Linked DNA regions of Pan troglodytes: regions 2 and 3 are each linked to region 1. Evidence: chromatin contacts called from public Hi-C data. All regions are on one chromosome and are shown on one strand. Each heading gives the region's core, a stretch centred on a gene start, on an enhancer-like site or on the middle of the called end of the contact. The rest is flanking DNA. Distances are from core to core; before and after follow the strand shown. Region 1 overlaps NAV2 (neuron navigator 2). Region 2 overlaps NAV2 (neuron navigator 2). Region 3 overlaps NAV2 (neuron navigator 2).

Region 1 (2,813 bases), core at 101-2,600:
TGAAGTTCTGTGGGATAAATAAATCTAGAGATCTAAAGTGCAGCATGAGGACTATAGTTAATATTGTATTGTATGCTGAAAATTTTCTAAGAGAGTAGGTTTTAAGTACTCTTACCACACATACAAAGATACTTATATGAGATGATGGACATATGAAATTGCTTCCCTGTAGTAATCATTTCACTATGTACAAGTATATCAAAACAGATTGTACATCTTAAATTTATACAATTAAAAATTAAAAAATAAAATCTGTAAGGGGGAGGCTAAGGCCATTTAGGAGACAGCCTTGATGTCAGAAAAGGTTACATTCCCATCTTTGAAAATGGTGCCATTGCAGGATCTAAACTCCTCTCACTTGATCTCTTGCTACAATCTCACATCCCTTCTACTGATAAGTCACCCAGACTGTTGGCTGCTATTGGAAGCAGCAGGAAGAAGAGGTTAGGAGTGTGGGCTCTTGGGCTCTAAGACCATAATACCTGGGTTACTAGCTGGGTGACCTGGAATGTGGCTGTGAGCTCTTTGCATCAGCTTCCTCACCTGCAAATGTAGATGATAACAATAGTAATAGTGTCTACCTTATAGGCTTTTTGTGAGGACTGGAGAAAACAATATATGTCACATGCTGATAACATGCCCGAGATACAGTAAGCACTCAATAAATGTTTGCTATTATTGCTGACTGGGCTACCAAAGGAAGTATTGTTTCTAGTTCAATTCCCCCATTGTACTCTTCCCCTCTGCAAAATATCAGTAAATCTCCTTGCCTGAATATGTCTCCTGTGTTCTTTTTTTTTTTTTTTTTTTTTTTTTTTTTTAGTATTTATTGATCATTCTTGGGTGTTTCTCAGAGAGGGGGATGTGGCAGGGTCACAGGATAATAGTGGAGAGAAGGTCAGCAGATAAACACGTGAACAAAGGTCTCTGGTTTTCCTAGGCAGAGGTCCCTGTGGCCTTCGGCAGTGTTTGTGTCCCTGGGTACTGGAGATTAGGGAGTGGTGATGACTCTTAAGGAGCATGCTGCCTTCAAGCCTCTGTTTAACAAAGCACATCTTGCACTGCCCTTAATCCATTTAACCCTGAGTTGACACAGCACACGTTTCATCCCCATGTCTTTGCCCACAATGTCCCCTTTACCTGGAATGCCACCTACCTACTTCTTTTGAATAAACCCCTTCACACTTCAGGGCCCATCATGAATAAGTACAGTTTGCCCTGGGTCTGTTCCTTGTATGTTTTACTGTCCGGAGATCCCTTCCAGCATGTCACAGGGTACTTTGTTTCTAGTAGATGCCTCCAAAGTGCGCAGTACAAAGGATTCCCCATCAAGCTCCCAGTGGCTGCCCTCCAGGGGGAGCCTGCTCGGAGTACGAATAAACAGGGAGAACCTTCCTTTCCCTCTCCAAGGAGAGGATAATACAGTTTCCTCTCCACTGTCCTCTTCAGATCTACTGTGAAATTTAAATTCATGAAAGCTGGGTTCTGAGCCTAAAAGCAAACACCAGGGCCCTCTTAGAAGTTCCTCCATCCAGCTTGCCCGAAGTCTGGAGCTGCCGGCCGCTGCTTCCTTCTTCAGAGGGCAAAATAAAGCATTTTTTCCTTGGGACACTGCCAGTCTCCTCTGTTTCCATCACTGACTCCAGCAAAAGAGAGGCTTAGCTAGGGATTATAAACTCAAATTCCCATAGGGGCCAAGAAGCTGACCAGGTATAAGACATATGAGCATGGTGGATACTGTGGCTAACAGAGAACACTCTCTAAAATCATTTTTAAAAATTTTCTAAACCAATGTGCCAGATAAGCAAATGTCTCCACAGACCTGATTCAGTCTGAGGGCCATCAGCTACACCGCTCAGCTTAAAAATTCGCTACTGACCCTCAAAACAGGGGGATTCAGGGTCCTCAGTGTGACCTCTGAAGTAACAATTAAGGGGGACAGACCTGAGTTTACATCTCTGCTCTGTCATTTCCTGTGTGACCTTGGGCATCTAGCCCTCTCTTTACTCATTTCTCATCATTAAAATGCAAATAAAATGAGAATGCTCTAGGTTGCTATGATGATTAACTGAGAATATGAAGAGAGTAACACAGAATCTAGTATATATGAATGTTCAATAAATGATTTTAAATTTTACTGACCAAGTTGGGAGGATTACAAGGGAAGTGTGTAAGAGTTGTCTATGTATCTTCTTTTCTTTTTTTGACAGAGGGTCTCACTCTGTCACCCAGACTGAAGCCCAGTGGCACAATCGTGGTTCACTGCAGCCTCAAACTCCCTGGGCTCAAGTGATCCTCCCACCTTAGCCTGCTGAGGAGCTGAGACCACAGGCGTATGCCACTAAGCCCAGCTAATTTTTGTATTTTTTGTAGTGATGGCATTTCACCATGTTGCCCAGGCTAGTGATTTGTATATGTTTCTAATTCCATTTTTCCGTCTAATATCAGTCGTGTGTTTTCTCCAGCTTCTGCCTCTTCTCCCAGCAGGTACCAATACGTGAACCAGGGGACAGAAGCTAATTTACTGAGCTCCAGCACACAACTCTGCACTGCTGTGGGCAGCTTGGACAGACAGTCAGACATCAGAGCAGCAGAAGCCTTACCTTTCATCTCTGCTGACATTAAAACACCTTTAAAGAGCCGTCACAAAGCCCAAACACTAAAACCTGTGTGGCTTCCTTTACAGGACAGAGACTGAGCTCTCCTCACAATGGCCAGGAACCATTCTCCCCAGTATCCCCTAGCAAACAAGCCCCCTCTACCAACTTGATCAGCCAAACCTGGTGTCAGGATACTGGGGGCGGGGTCTGGGT
Region 2 (2,813 bases), core at 163-2,662, 190 kb after region 1:
AGATAGAAACCCCATTTTTAAAAAATTTATTTATCTTTAATTTTTTTTTTCGGAGTTTCGCTCTTGTTGCCCAGGCTGAAGTGCAATGATGCGATCTCAGCTCACTGCAACCTCCGCCTCCCGGGTTCAAGTGATTCTCCTGCCTCAGCCTCCTGAGTAGCCACCACGCCTTGCTAATTTTGTATTTTTAGTAGAGATGGGGTTTCTCCATGTTGGTCAGGCTGGTCTCGAACTCCCGACCTCTGGTGATCTGCCTGCCTCGGCCTCCCAAAGTGGATAGAAAACCATTTTTAAGAAATGTCCTTGCTGGCAAAAACACCACCACCATAAACAACCATCTAATTCATCCTTACCTACTCCCTCATTTTATAGACGAGAAACAGAACCCTGGAGGACAAGTGGCCTGAAAGTCACAAAGCCCACAAACAGCAGAGCTAGAACACAAAGCCAGACCAGCAGTGTTTCCATTCCTTGAGGCGCCTCTACTAGCTTTGGGTTCAGGGCAACGCATTTTCTAACAAAAGCCTACCCCATGAGTGGGGAGGAGCTGGGCAATGGAGCCTGGGGTCTCCCCCAGAGGGTTAGACACTTCCTGCTCTCTAACATCCAGAGACAAATCATAAACTGTAAGGTTGGCCTAGTGTGGGCATTGGCATCAGACAGCCCAAACTCAATCCTGGCTCTGCTATTGGCTAGCTGTGTGGCTTTGGCACAGTTGATTTACCTCTCTGAGCCACACTGTCCTCATTTCTCAAATTAAAATTCTAAATTCTAATTATCAGAGTTGCTTTCTGAATAAAGTAAATGCCTGCACGTAGATGTCATAGCACGATTTCAGGCCCTTAGAAGACTCTAACCCAGCATTAGTTCCCTCTGGCCACCTTTATTTTGTGTTGCCTCCTGGCTTAGAGCGCAGAATTTCAAAAACAAAAAACGAGAGAGAGCTCCCACAACTTTTCAGTATGAAATGCTCTGTCCCCTTCTCTGATTGCTAGGGGAACAGAAAGCAGCCTCTTTTTCTACTGGGCGTGAAGCCCTTTGAGTCCACCCAAACTCGCCAGCAGAGGGCAGCACAATTCTGCTAAAAGCCCACGAGGGGTTTGCCACCCATTCTGGGCCTCCACCATCTGATGACTTCCCGGCTGGCACAGAGAGGCTGGTGCTGCCTCTGTACCTCTCCTCAGTCTGGGTCCCTGGAGCCCTGGCAGCTGTGGTGTGTCTCCCCAGAAAGGGAATGGCCAGACCTGCTCTGCAGCAGCAAAGGCTGGATTCAATTTGCAATGCCAAGGCATATTTGCATGTGCTCTTCTGTTAAATACATCAGTTTGTTACAAACAATACTTCCCAGAGGTGAAGATGCAAACCAGGCTGAGGCCACCCGCAGCCCAAGCTCCCATTTCCTAGGCATTGAAAATCGGCTGGTCAGTGCCTTCCCTGGCTCATCCTGGGGTGATGGGGAGGGGAGAGAGGTGTGTGTGTGTGTGTGTGTGCGTGTGTGTGTGTGTGTGTGGTCTGCATTACTGTATATTGGTACTCCGATGAAGGCTCTGAGGCCTGGGTGGGCATCCCCAAGGGGGAGGATGAACTAAAGCAGGGGTAGGCCCCCATATCTCTCTTACTCCTTCCAAAACGAGCTGGGAAGAACCCCAGGAACAGAATCCGCACATTTCCCCTGACTTCAGAGAGCCCTGCTCAAGACAATGAAATTAACAAGTGAGAAGCCCAAGATTAGGGGTGGGGCTGTTGACCTCCTGTATCTCTGTCTCTAGATTTCCAGGAATTTTTGGGCTTTCTAGACAAAGGTTCTGGCTTGAAGGTCCATCTGGGCTGGAGATGGGGCTGTGCATTGAAAGAATGCTGCCCTCCCAAGAGTCCTTCTGAGCCCGGCTCTTGCAAGGGACCAGGAATGCCTCTCCTCACCAAGGGACATTTTCCTGCACAAATGTATCCATGGAGAGCATGTTACACAGCCATGCTGAGACTGGAGGCAAAACCTGCCTTCCTTTTCGCTCCACAACTGCAGAGGACAAGAAAAAGAATTTCAGCTTACGCGTTCCTTTCCCTGCCTTGAGAAGGATGGTCTCAGCACCCCCATCCAGCTCCCCCCTCCCCCCCCCCCCCACACACACTCACACACACTCTCTCACAATGCAATGTTAACGCTAAAGAAGTAAGCAAATTCCTTGGTGGGTGGAACTGCTGCCCAGGAAACAGCCCCTCGGAGAGAGCTACTTTAAGGCAGAAAATCCTCACAGCACGCTGGCCAATGAATGCTGTTCAGCTCTTTTACACTACAGCGCTGAAATAATCTTTTTTTCACTTTCTCTCCAAAATGCCTATAATGTCTGTGAGGCTGAATAATTTACGGTCCTACCGTCCTTCATGTCACAGAGTGGTTCCACTTAATGTTGTTCCATGGCCTTGTGACAAATGGAGTTTTTCTTGTGTTCTTTGACCCAAATGGGATTCAGGCTGGGGAGCTTCTGCTCGGTCTGGGTGGGATGGGAGAAAAGTGAGGAGGAGGGGAGAGGGTGGCTCCTGTGCCGGTGGCCACAGGGCCCAGCAGGACAGGCCCTGGGCTCCACGCCCCTGAGCCCCGATGGAACAGCCCCTGGGTTTCTGGGAATTGATTCAGAGAAGTGTAGAGAGGCAGAGTGGGGAGGCTGAACACTCAATGACTGTAAACTGTGAATTCCCTGCAGACGCCTCACACGCCTCCCCTCTGGTGTCTCCATCTGTCCACGGATTCCCAGTGACTCCAGCTCTTGCTCTTCCCAGCCCCAGGCACCGCAAAGAGGCAAATGAAAGCCAAA
Region 3 (2,813 bases), core at 113-2,612, 160 kb before region 1:
TACAAGTAGCACCCTCAAAAATAAAGCGCATTTTTGGAATGAATGAATACTTTTAAGGGAACCAATCCAAAGGTGGGGTTTTGGGAACTCTAATAAACTGTGGGGATATGTGTGAAATTACTGAGGTGGAGGAGACTCTTCCAGAACAAATCACACCAACTTTACCCTTGCCTGGGGTAATTAAATGCTAGATTTGCAAGCAATCTTAGAGAAAATCTATTCCAACCTACCGGCTATTGTAAGAAACCTCACCTGTAGCATCCCTAGCAAGTGATGATCCAGCCTCTATTTGAATACCTCTGGGGTCAGGGAACTCACTACTCTCAAGAGAGCCTATTCAACTGTGAGAAGACAAATGTGAAAAGCTCTTTTCACAATATACATATGGAGCCAAAGTTTGCCTCCCTGTATTTTTTTTACTTTTACTCCCTATGTCCAGAGAGAGAAGAAAAAAGCTAGTTCAGGATATAGATCTTCATTTGTGCAAGGGAACTGGTTTCTGTCCATAACACTGTTTTCAAAAACATCCTTTATTTCCAACCATTGTGTGGGAGAATGGGGATCGTGGGCACAATGGACCCTGCAAACTTTGGCTATGGGTCTCACCCTGAAGAGGTTGTACCTAGTCCAGAGAATTAAGTTTCTACCTAATCCAGAGAATTAAGTTCATTCATAGTACCCCTCTTTTTTTTTTATAAGAGCAGTTACCACAAAATGTAACGATACTGTTTGCATTTGTTTACTGTCTCTTCCATCAGACTTTAAGTTCCATGCAGGCAGAAATAATCTGCTTTTTCACTTTTGAATACTCAGTGACTGGCATAATGCTTGGTACATAGAAGACATTCAATAAATAACCTCAGACACATGAATATATGAAGGACTGAATTCCAAGTACACAAATGTATAATAAATAAGGGAGAGAATCATTTATTCCACACTATACAGTCTGGTTTAGAATTATTTGCCTCTTAAAAATGGAACCAAATCTAGCATACCCTTTTTGCAGCAAAAATCAACTAGTGCCTTCAAAAATCCTTCTCCTTAGGGCTAAACCTGATCCTTGAATCCACCAGCTGGCTGCCTGCCCACGTGAGTGGGTGGACGGCTTTGTGAAGACCAATTTTAGCTCAGGCCTGCTGTCAGTTCCTCACCACTCAAGAGAAAGTCTTTCCACTAGGCCACATGAACCTGATCACACCCACACTGTGGGTTTTCTCCACTTCACATACATTCTCCTAAATTGAGGAAACAAATGTGGGGAGGCCCTGTCTGGAAGAAAGCATTTAGACAGTCTGCAAGTTATTATCCTCCCAAGCACAGTGCCTGAGAATGCCAGGCTAGAAACCAAGGATCCTCTAGGAAACACACACAAAACTTGGGCAGTAGGGGGCAGCAGTGACTTACAGTCCTAGGCTGTCCTGGAGCCAAAGGACTTTTTTTTTTCCTTAAACTTTTCTTTTTCCAAGCTATGTAATTATAGCTTCCCCACTCCACATTTAGATTTCCCACTCCACATTTGAGAAGAATGCTGTGATTCTCCAACTCTGAAAAAGGCAAAGGGAGCATTAGATGTTAAGAGGCTGCCTTTACCTTTGCTCTTATGAAGGAAGCAGGCCAGGCCATTGATTTCCATCAGCAGTTGTTATCTGTGCATTGTCCACAAAGTTTGGGGAGCCTTGCCATCATAAAAACTAGCATAACCACTGCTAAGGAATCATGGCAGGAGCTCCTAGGACACTAAGAATGTGAACTGTGTCCATGAGGCCTTGGCACAAACCAGCGTGTAGCATGACCATTCGTCCACAGTGTGTGACACCTGCAAATGGCCCATGTGTCACTCTCACCACCAAGTAGATATACCATGACCATTGTCTCAGATATTCTCATTGCAACCCCGATACCTTCATCAGGAGAAGATGGCTCCCTGGCACGTGGGCTACACACTGGTATCCCAATGAAATGCACACGTTGATGGAATCACAAAGGCAAGCTGCAGCTAAGAAACAAGCACTTTATTTGCGAGAGTCACTGAAGCCTGAGGATGTCATGTCCTTGGCCCAGAGAGGCAGCCAAGTGCACATTCACAAGAAACTCCTCAGTAAGTAGTTGCAGCTACCTGAGCTGCCAGGCTTTACTGTTCAGGGTCTCTCTCCTCATTCTGACCAGCACTCCATGCTTGCACTTCACATTGTGAACATGGGCTACATATGCTCACAGAAATGTTAGCTTCATTTATCCCAAAATGTATGTATCTTCTCATGCTGTTGAACACTGTCAAATACCTAAACTTGGAGGAAATAAACTTTTAAAGAGGACCTTAAACTAAGGAATGACTAAACTAAGTCCTGACTACAGATGAGAGCTTGATAAAAATGACTATTATGAGAGCACCCAGAAATGTAAATACTTCCCCCTCCCAATGATCCTTGAAATGAAACTGAATTCATGTATGTGTGATAGTTTCCTCGTAACAGATGGAAGCAAGAGAAATGCTGAGATTTATCATCTGAAGATCGGATGAACATCAACTAGTCATTTTCAATTCCTGAGACAAGACTAATCAAATAGATCGTTCATCTTTCCAAATGATTTATTTTCTCTTTTTCTCTACTCCCTGTTACAAAAAGCCAGGTTTATTGTATTTTAGAGAAAGGTTATATAGCAGAACCATAAGTTCACACATTGGTTTTGAAATGTATCCATATTTAGAGACAAACAAACATGGTGGCATTCTTCTTCTCTGTGAAAAAAGGAAGGCTTCAGTATTAAAGGTTATTAGTTTCACACATTAGAGGGATTTTTGTGTCTCC

What was found. Hi-C and Micro-C count contacts between places; a contact is called where the count stands out from the background.
Region 2: a contact with region 1 is called in a Hi-C map of induced pluripotent stem cells, with 2.8 times the contacts expected there. The contact joins two enhancer-like sites. A contact is called at or near these places in 5 of 7 Hi-C or Micro-C datasets (blood, induced pluripotent stem cells, a lymphoblastoid cell line and 1 more) and 1 of 1 other capture datasets (stem cell-derived neural stem cells).
Region 3: a contact with region 1 is called in a Hi-C map of induced pluripotent stem cells, with 4 times the contacts expected there. The contact joins two enhancer-like sites. A contact is called at or near these places in 3 of 7 Hi-C or Micro-C datasets (induced pluripotent stem cells and stem cell-derived neural progenitor cells) and 1 of 1 other capture datasets (stem cell-derived neural stem cells).

What each region holds. Positions count from the first base shown.
Region 1 is chr9:23,772,243-23,775,055 of NHGRI_mPanTro3-v2.0_pri, reverse strand. The region is part of intron 2 of NAV2 (neuron navigator 2); the gene reads right to left. Among named protein-coding and RNA genes, the nearest start is that of NAV2, 390 kb to the right of the region's middle. Within about 2 kb of position 1,350, at least 4 of the 24 cell types and tissues checked have an H3K27ac peak or open chromatin away from gene starts, as enhancers often do. A contact at or near this core is called in induced pluripotent stem cells, where this site is marked.
Region 2 is chr9:23,585,365-23,588,177 of NHGRI_mPanTro3-v2.0_pri, reverse strand. The region is part of intron 2 of NAV2 (neuron navigator 2); the gene reads right to left. Among named protein-coding and RNA genes, the nearest start is that of NAV2, 210 kb to the right of the region's middle. Within about 2 kb of position 1,412, at least 9 of the 24 cell types and tissues checked have an H3K27ac peak or open chromatin away from gene starts, as enhancers often do. A contact at or near this core is called in induced pluripotent stem cells, where this site is marked.
Region 3 is chr9:23,933,645-23,936,457 of NHGRI_mPanTro3-v2.0_pri, reverse strand. The region is part of intron 7 of NAV2 (neuron navigator 2); the gene reads right to left. Among named protein-coding and RNA genes, the nearest start is that of DBX1, 260 kb to the left of the region's middle. Within about 2 kb of position 1,362, at least 2 of the 24 cell types and tissues checked have an H3K27ac peak or open chromatin away from gene starts, as enhancers often do. A contact at or near this core is called in induced pluripotent stem cells, where this site is marked.